Regions from separate parts of the Zea mays genome. Here region 1 is linked to region 2. A link is a contact called in public Hi-C data. All regions are on one chromosome and are shown on one strand. Each heading gives the region's core, a stretch centred on a gene start, on an enhancer-like site or on the middle of the called end of the contact. The rest is flanking DNA. Distances are from core to core; before and after follow the strand shown. Region 1 holds the start of LOC100277535 (SecE/sec61-gamma subunit of protein translocation complex protein). Region 2 has its middle 33 kb from the start of LOC100383692.

Evidence for each region. A called contact is a pair of places that touch in the nucleus more often than the background predicts.
Region 1: a contact with region 2 is called in a Hi-C map of ear, with 3 times the contacts expected there. The contact joins the promoter of LOC100277535 here to the enhancer-like site in region 2. A contact is called at or near these places in 2 of 25 Hi-C or Micro-C datasets (ear and endosperm).

Annotation. Positions count from the first base shown.
Region 1 is chr7:129,633,449-129,638,081 of Zm-B73-REFERENCE-NAM-5.0, reverse strand. It overlaps LOC100277535 (SecE/sec61-gamma subunit of protein translocation complex protein), which reads right to left and starts at 1,841. Exons shown (of 6, transcript NM_001151066.2): 1 at 1,561-1,841; 2 at 1,398-1,465; 3 at 1,155-1,321; 4 at 1,002-1,083; 5 at 757-877; 6 at 1-461. The coding sequence starts at 1,600. The coding sequence ends at 764.
Region 2 is chr7:129,539,891-129,544,499 of Zm-B73-REFERENCE-NAM-5.0, reverse strand. No RefSeq gene overlaps it. Among protein-coding and RNA genes, the nearest start is that of LOC100383692, 33 kb to the left of the region's middle. Within about 2 kb of position 3,224, at least 18 of the 20 cell types and tissues checked have an H3K27ac peak or open chromatin away from gene starts, as enhancers often do. A contact at or near this core is called in ear and endosperm, where this site is marked.

The DNA of each region.
Region 1 (4,633 bases), core at 592-3,091, 95 kb before region 2:
CAAAGTAGACCAGATGTCTTAAAAATACTCCATATCCTAGCTGACGGACCAACAAGTTACAAGCAAGTCTGCTTAACATAAAAGAGAAGTTACAAATCACTACACACAGTTCTCGGATCCTATCCATGATGTGCTCTTTCTCTGTTAAATTGGACCTCAACATGTAACGGTGTGCCTCCAAAACAGCAAAGTTATAATGGCACAGATCTAATTAACCCTTTGAAATGCCACTATGAGCATCTGCATCACATGACATCAGCACTATTTGTAGGGCAGCTGTTTTGATTTTCTCAATCCTCCCAAAAATAAAATGGCACACCGTGCAAGATCCACCTTCCTGCTACCTCCAGTCTGATTAACATTGCTGACCTCGACGACAACAAGAGCTTGAGTTCCAGCTGCAGTGCCTGCTACTATCCTGTCTGGCTAAATCATATTCAAGCAATACATGGATATTCCAGCTGAAAAATGAATCACATGTCAGTAAACCGGCAGCATCCAGAAAGCACTTAAATTCGTGTATGAAGCAGCAAGTCAGTATAACTGGAAGAGCAATGTGTTTGTAATTACTTCTTCAGTTGAATAAAATGAATATCAAGGTACAACTAGAAACACATAAAATGCTAAGAAAGTTGTCCTGGGTTCAACTATTAAATTTATCAATTACAAGATACTAGAGCACCTGCATTCTGAGGTCAAAAGTAATATGGACCAGGGAGTTGTAAACACTTCAGATCTAAGGAGCAAGTAACATACCATTATTCTAGGCAGATTTTCGAAGTAGCCAGGCCAGCATGTAGCAGAGGGCAGCATCAATAGTTGATAATGCAACAATAAACATAGCTACCAATACAAGAGTAAGTGTGGCCGTCTTCAGCTGCCAATGATGAGACTTGATTAAATCAAGAGGTAAGAAAATATCTTTTTTTATGCAGCAGCTTTAAAATAGTTAAAACCAAGGCGCAAAATCATCACAATCATGTACAATGCAAGGGGCATACCGTGTGTAGAAAGCCCGGCCACTCCAGGTGCTTCAGTTGCCTCGGCTGCTCAGCTAAGAAAGCTACCAATCCCTTGAAACCCCTAACAGTACAAAGTAACAGAATTCAATTTCACATTCAGACAAACCAACAAGGGGGGCAATCCTCACTTACACAGCAAGGTCTCTGACCACTGCCAGCCAAAACGGCTCATCATCATCATCCAGCTGGTACTCATTGGTCCGGAGTTCCTGACGTCCATGTTCTGACATAGCTGCACATTTTCGGAAGCTTGCAGGAGCAGATTGGTGAACAGCTGGCCGCGTCTTAGCGATGGCGACCTAAAATGTAAAGCATGTAAACTGACGACATATGGAAATAGCCCGTAATTGGTTCGAGCCATTGATGATACAGCACCTTGAGAAGTGGCGGACTCCTGCGGCAGTACAACGGAGCCGCGCTGCACGACGGCAGCGGAGACAGACCTGAGAACGAAAGGAATTCGGGGAAGAGTAACGAACGAGGCAACCAAGAAAGACGATACATCAAGGGGGTGAAGTTAAGCTTGAGCGGTTGCAACCTGCGAGCGGAGCCAGCGCTCCTGCCGACAGAGCAACCATTCTCTTCTCCCGGGGACTCTGATGCCAGACCACAGAGACGAGGCGCTGCAGCAGACCCGAGGTGCTTGCGGAAGAGGAGAGGATTGGGATTCCGGAGGGCCTCGGCGCGACGCGAGATCAGACACACCGTCGTGGCGTCGTTACGACACTAGTAGTGCCTCCGTGGCTGGTGGCTCCGTCTCTCTGGCTGCCGTTTCTCCTTTCGACACAGATAACCAACGGAGCGAGACGCACAGGGTTGGGTCCGGCGGGCGGCGTTCTGTGCGGGGGGGGGGGGGGGGGGGGGGGGGGGGGGGGGGGGGGGGGGGGGGGGGGTAGCAGACGGCAGTGGTCAGTGGTCTTCGTCCTCCACGCCGAGTTGGGCTGTGACAGGCGGAAAGCATACTGTGGCCTGTTTAGGAGTTTGTTTCTCATGGAGGCCCGTTTGAAAGTTAGATCGCGACCCATCTACTTTTTTAGGGAAAAAACATGGAGCGTATGATTTATATAAAACATCTTTGTATGTTTTTGGCGAGAAATAAATTTGTACCTTCTTTCTCCTGATGAAACAATTAATAAGTTCATAATTGGATTGGACTCGTTCGATCACAAAGTCTCTAAATCTTCGAAGAAAACCTATGGAAAAGTTTGAAGACCCTTTGCACCTTAAGATGTCGATTTATATCATTCACAATTTTACATGTGTGGACCCTGCGTTTGAATCTAAGATAGACAAGAACAAAAAAAATTAACATGTAATATAATATATAAATATATATATTTCATTAATTTGGTAATGAGTAGAAAATAACCAAAATATCTCATAATGCATTCAATTCATCAAGTTAGATTGCAAGTTGCATATGTTTGTTTCTTTGGATCTAAATGCTGAGACGTAGTTTATTTTTAGGTCAAATTCTAGGGTAGTCGTGGTCCTACCTAGACTACCCTTTGGACCCAACCCTAATCATTCGGACCTATTAACTCCTAGACGGACCTATTAACTCCTAGACGTCCATCGACCGATGCACAATGCTAATAAGTCTAGTTGAAGTGATATAGTCTATAGATCATACTATTATTTGCGTCAGTTCTTATCTACCACAATGTTATAATGTATAACCTTTACCGTCATCCTACAACCATCTTAACACCACATCAACTTTTATTTTATAGAGTTTTAGTTGACATGAACACATCATTTTGCTAAAATAAAACTACATTCAATTACATAATTAAACAAATAAAATTATATAATACATAAAAAATAAAATTACATAACCTGAAAAAAACTACATAATTCATGAAAGCAAAACTAAATGATATGGTGCAGATTCCATATATGCTCCATTAAACCATTTTGGAGTTGATCATAGACTAAACTAGCATGGACTTCGATCTCACACTAAAGGATGCTACAAAGCACACCAATGCTTGAGGTGATGGTTGTTGCTGCAACGAAAGACTCAACCATCTCATAGTCATCCATGTTGTATGCTCCTTCATGCTCATCCTCAATTACCATATTGTATAGAATGACATATACATACATGATCATACTAAGTACTTGATGGAAAAATGGCTTGGGCTAGCGAGGATGTGGAAACTAGCCTTGAGGACTCCAAATGCTTTCTCTATATTTTTTGGTGTGCCCTCCTGACATGCAATAAATGTTTGCTACTTTAGAGTCCGTGGAAACAAAATGGTCTTCATAAACAATGGCCATCGAGGGTAGATGCCATCAATAAGGTAATACCTTGGTTGTGCTCATGTCTATTCACCGTAAAGTTCACATTTGGTGCTTCTCACTTGAGCACATCAATGAACAACAACGATTGATTCTGCATGTTAATGTCATTGTTTGACCTCACTACATCCAAAAAGCATGCCAAGTTCACAAGTTTTACGAGGCAACCGGTTCAAGCATGATGGTCGGGGATCCAATGCCCCTCGTGTAAACTTCCCTTTCTATCCAATATGATAGTTCCTCTACTTCTAATGAATGGAATCTATACTCCCTACCATACTAGGAAATACCCTCTCCTCTCCCTTAGCTAAAAGTTGCCTAATATCGTTAATAGTGGGATGACGACTATATTATTCACTAAAACATGAAATGACACCTCTGAGGACTTGACTATGGCGGTTCGCATGCTCCCTAAGGTCATCTTCGGCCATGACAAGGTGGTTTTCTGCTTCAGCCACCCAGGCTCCTGCCTAGGCTAATGCAAGCTTAGCCTTATGCCAACAGGTCTCCAGTTTCTCATCGCGTTGGATGAGGTCCTTCACACGCTGGTGTAGCTGGTCACACAAATCATCGAGGCTAAGCAGATAGCTAGACATAGCAACAATAAAGGGGTCTTTCTCGATCACCGTGGTACTGCCCAAGTTACGGATCCTTGCCACCTAAGCAGGACGATTTGGTGGAGGGAAGTACTTCATGGGGGTGGAACCCAAATGTGCCATTCAAACATCTGCCACAAGTACTTCAATGCCTTCCGAGCTGCAAGTTGGATGATGCCTTGCATGCGACATCCAGTGGCGGTAACACTCCATGGTTGCATCTCCAAGTATTTGCCACTTGTGCCAATGTGGATGGTGACCTCACAACTTTTAGTACTAGGCTCTATGAACTCACGGCTCACGTATTACGGACGCTCTGGGATACCCAGGCGGATAGTTGCAACATAAAGCACCTTGGGGAATCAATCTTCATTGATGCAGTAGGTGGTGATCCAATTGTTGGCCATCTGACTTTCAAGGATATAAGGTCAGCATAACAAGGATATTGTTTCTTTTTCAAGGAGTACTTGGTTTTCAAGGATAAACCATCCTAGGGCTCCTACGGTCATCTTAACTATTGGTTCGCGTCCTACAACCAAGTATGGTTGCGATACCATTTGAAGCGCCCTGGTCTAATCGACTGAAGCTAAACATGTATTTAAACACCAGAAAACAGTCTCGGGTGAAAATACATTACACAAGTGGTGCCATAGTCATAAAAAGCTTTATTTAGTACGTTCGATTACAATAATAACACAAACTAGGAAAAAC
Region 2 (4,609 bases), core at 1,975-4,474:
ATGAAAATGTAAATAAATAGTCAAATAGAGAGCCAAAAATGAAAAGTCTCTTGGAGGTGCTCTTAGTTTGGCTAGCTAAATTTGGCACGAGAGGAGGCCAATTTGGAGAGTCAGATGGTTTAGGCGAGTTGGATAGCTAGTCTGTTGGAGAGTTATTTTGTTGTTAAATAGACAAAAAATTGGCTTAACGAGTTATTTGGCTAGCCTCTTCTTTTTAATGCAATATGCAGTTCTCTTACCAGTTCTTTAAAAAAAATCCATCCATTTAGATGACCCCACACGAGGTACTATATTTGTTGCTAAACATTATTCGACTGGTAAGTGATAACACAGGGGTGATTATGATTTGTAAATCTCTCCCCGGCCCCTTGTAGTATTTTGCATGAGAAACGTAATGTGCTTTCCAAACTCAAGACTCATGTGAGCCCCAAATAAATTAATACGTACCACTGCAACACTGGTTCACTTTTTACTAAGTGTGATGCCACCCTTTGATCTCGATCTGTCGACTTTCGTTCACGAACTATGCATAGTTTGGCGTGCAATTAAAGCGGTTCCAAATGAAAAGATTGAACTACTGAGTTTTAGATCTTTCAAAGCGTTCGTTTGTGAATTGTGATGCGTGTTCATAGACGTAGGTTTACATTTGTGTACATGAAGAACACGCATGCAACTATGTACACCGCTTTTCTTTAGAAACAACAGTGTGTGATAGATGCGCATGCACTAAACCCTCATCACCTGCAAGGCTGCATGCAATTCCATGAAGAAGACGCAGCATGCACACGCAGGGTGATATAGAAGTGAAGGCGTTACACTGGACACAATGAATGGAGATCGATCGGGCTGGTTGTTGCCCCGAGACGACGCACTGTAGCTAGGTCGAGTGTGCATGCATGCGCACTGCTGGCTCAGACCGATCGATCGATATGACTTGATGCGCGAGCTGGGCACAGTACGTCCTCGACGAGACCATAGCGATGCAATACTGCATGCGCGCTACTGCAGCAACACGAGACACGGGCTAGCCGCGCGAACGGCTGGCACGGTGGCACTGCTACGAGAGAATTTAAGATCATCAGTAGAAAAGAACTCTAATTGTGTGTTGTTAATTTTTTTTACGGGCAGTTTTGGTTACAACGCGCTAGTGGACCCGACTAGACAACCGTTAGTTAACTATTTTAATTGGTGGTTTTCTTAACATAATCGCCATTTTTACTGGCCTCTAGCTAGTACTGGCAGTACGTACCGAAAAATGTAAGTGGAAATAGCTCTAAAACTACTGCAATATATTTTCTGTGTACTAATGGATACGATAAAAAGAGTGTTTGTTTGAGATTATAATCTGATCAAATTATATAATCTATAACTTTTAAACTAAATGTTAAATTGTTTAATTATATAATTCAGGTAGATTATAATTCTAAACAAAGCGGGGCCGCCGACCGTCGCACGTCGAAAAACATCTCGTATCCGTCGATATCTCTACACTCTAGCTCCAAGAAAATCTACCTTCTCCAGCTTTACGACAAGCTGGGCAGTATATTCTTCTATATACTCGAGTTGTTGAGTGACGTCTACACGTACGGTGGTCGATGTATTCTCGATGAACTAGTAACGCATGGGCAGCCACCTCTTATCAAAGGAAAAAAAAAAAAACGCATGGGTAGCCACGTGACCAAACATACTACTGTACTGTGCCAAACCGCCAGACAAAAAGCAAACTGTGAGTACGTACATCGGTACATGTACATGCATCGGGTGAGCACAGGAACTGATGATTCATGGGTGGTTTTTGAATACGTGCAGTTACATGCTCGCTAGAATCCAAGATCGCAAATGGTTTTTTAGTATATCGCTGCTTTGTCGAGACACATACGTACGTACACGTACATGCATGCTTTGCTAGCCTGTACGTGTCGACAAATCAGCGCGGTCGACGCCGGCACAAAACAGCAAAACGTATGGAACGGCTAGCTAGCCGTTGCGTATGCACACTTGAGGCGTCTGACGATGGCCACATATAAGGGCAACTCTCTGTATTCTTTGTAGTAGCAAAGTTTTCTTCGATGGTTTTTTTACATTGATTATTGATATATATATATATATATATATATATATATATATATATATATATATATATATATATATAGGTATATCTTCTATTAAAATTTTCTTTAACTAAAGATAGAAAACGAAAATAAGAACAATTTTTATAACATAAATAATATATAGAAAATCTATTCTATTAAAGGAAAGAAAGATATAGAAAATAATAATGATTTAAATTTACAAAGAGTGTCAGAGATGCTTTATTGCAACTGCTGTGGGTCTCAGTGTCTCACGTCACATGCCTGTTGCATGCATGCAATGCAGCACGAGCCAGTAGTAGTAGACTAGTAGTCAGCTAGTGAGCACACGGCGCCACGCAGTCCAACAGTGCACACGCTAGCCGGAGTGGGCAGTCCGTGTACATGCATGCTTGCTCGGCCGGGCCAATGCAACTCAAGTTCCATTCATGCTACACGGTGGCGTACTATACCAAAACAGTTACATCTCAAATTTTGTATTTCCTCCTTTTCTTTTTAGTTGTCGCTTGATAGTTTAATTTTACACTATCCAGCGATAAATAAAACAAAACGGAAGGAGTACGGTCGTGGAATGGTTGCACAGAGATTGTGTTACTTAGTACTTACCTATAATCACAATTCACATAAATGCATGGTAAATTTTCGATTCACTGTGTACCAGGGAGTCTCGCAGACGTGTGGGATTGAGAGTCTACAAGCTTCACAAAGGAAAGGAAGCTGCATGTTATATTTTTTTGTCCCATCACACACACATACATATAATAATAATAATAATATATACTATATACAAGCAAGTACCGTACGTGCATGCATGTGTGCGAATCATGGGCAGCTCGATTCGCGATCGCCGAGACGCCGAAGCAACCTGACGCCCACATCGTCGTCGTTGCAGACATATATATATATATATATATATAGATCGCTTTTAGTAGTACGGAAAAGGGGCGGCAGCAGCAGCGGATGGATCGATCGGTGGATCACAATCGACGAAAGGAGAAGAGTATAATGCACAAACACACAAAAAAGCAGCGTCGTTTTCCTACTCCAAAAGGATTCAGCGAGAAGCCTTGGCCGGACATGTGCACGCACGCATGGTCTCATGGCGGCTCGGCGTCCGTACGTGCATGCTGCCACGCCGGCCTAGTTTATTGGGGATGGGCCGGGTCCGGGGCCGGGATGGGCGAGGAGTGACAAGATAAAGAGTACTACTAAGAAAGTATACCCCATACATGCATATTCAATTTGTCTGCTGCTTTGCGGCTGCATCTATCGTCCGATCCACACATGCGAGCCTCAACCTCAGCTCTCAGCTAATCACTAAAAAAATCCGGTTCTTTGTCGATTGGTTGTTGGCTTTTTGTCGAGTACAATTTATCATGCACTCGACAAAGCATGCTTTACTGAGTGTCACGCTCGATAAAATAAGACTATCATATCGGCACATACATTGTTTATCGATGGCGAAATAATTGGCGTAGAAAGACACTCGGCAAAGAAGACTTTGCCGAGTGTCAAACCCTCGGCGAAAACGCGACCATCGGCAAAAGAACTCAGTAGTCGTCTATAGTTGACGGCCGTTAACTTCGCCGAGTGTCAGCTGTTCATACTCGGCAAAATATCTTTTTTGTCGAGTGTCACCTGAAAAACACTCTGCAAATCAATATTTTGTCGAGTGTTTTCCGTGACACTCGATAAAGTATATTTGTTTTTTTATTTTCCCCATTTTTGTGTGTTTGTACAGTATATAGATATATATGTTCTATTTTTTGCACAATTATCAAAGTGTTTGTTGTAACTATTAGATTTAGTTCGTTTAATTTAATTTATTCGAATAATTCAGATTTGAACTATAAATCACTCGATAAATAGAAAACAGTGAATGCAAAAATGATATTCATTTATTATTTAGCATAAGTTATAGACTATTTCAGAAACAGATTGGAATTTTCGAGCTTGTTTGGCTGGCTGACAGCCGCAACTGCTGTAACAGCTGTAATCCATAATGATAAAATACTATTGAAGCCGGCCGAGCCACAGTCGGATCAAAGGCCCAGTAAGCCGCAGCAAATAAGCTAATGCGCAGGGGAAGAAAAGAAAGAGTCATCGCCGTCCATGATGCCTTCACGCGCGCGCACACAAGCGCTAATGATTGTTCGGAGACGAACGGGGTTGGCATGCAGAGAACGGCAGCTACTAGCGGCGCACACCGGGAGATCGTACGTCTCTCTTTGTTGGCTTTATTCTCGAGAGAGATCCTGCCAAAGCCCAAGGAGATCTCGATCGTACGTCGTTGTCCAGGCCATACTTGGCTTCCCGTAAATTAAAGGTCGAGATCGAACTCTATAGCTTTCAGCAAACACTTGCTAGATATATATATATATATAGTACTCCTGTATTTTTTTTAAAAAAAAGGTAGGTAAGTACTCCTGTTCGAATTACATTGCATGTGGAGCCTCATCTTTTGTGCATGCACTTCTGTTTCCTGATGGCACTGTACGCATTACCTGTCACGGACGATG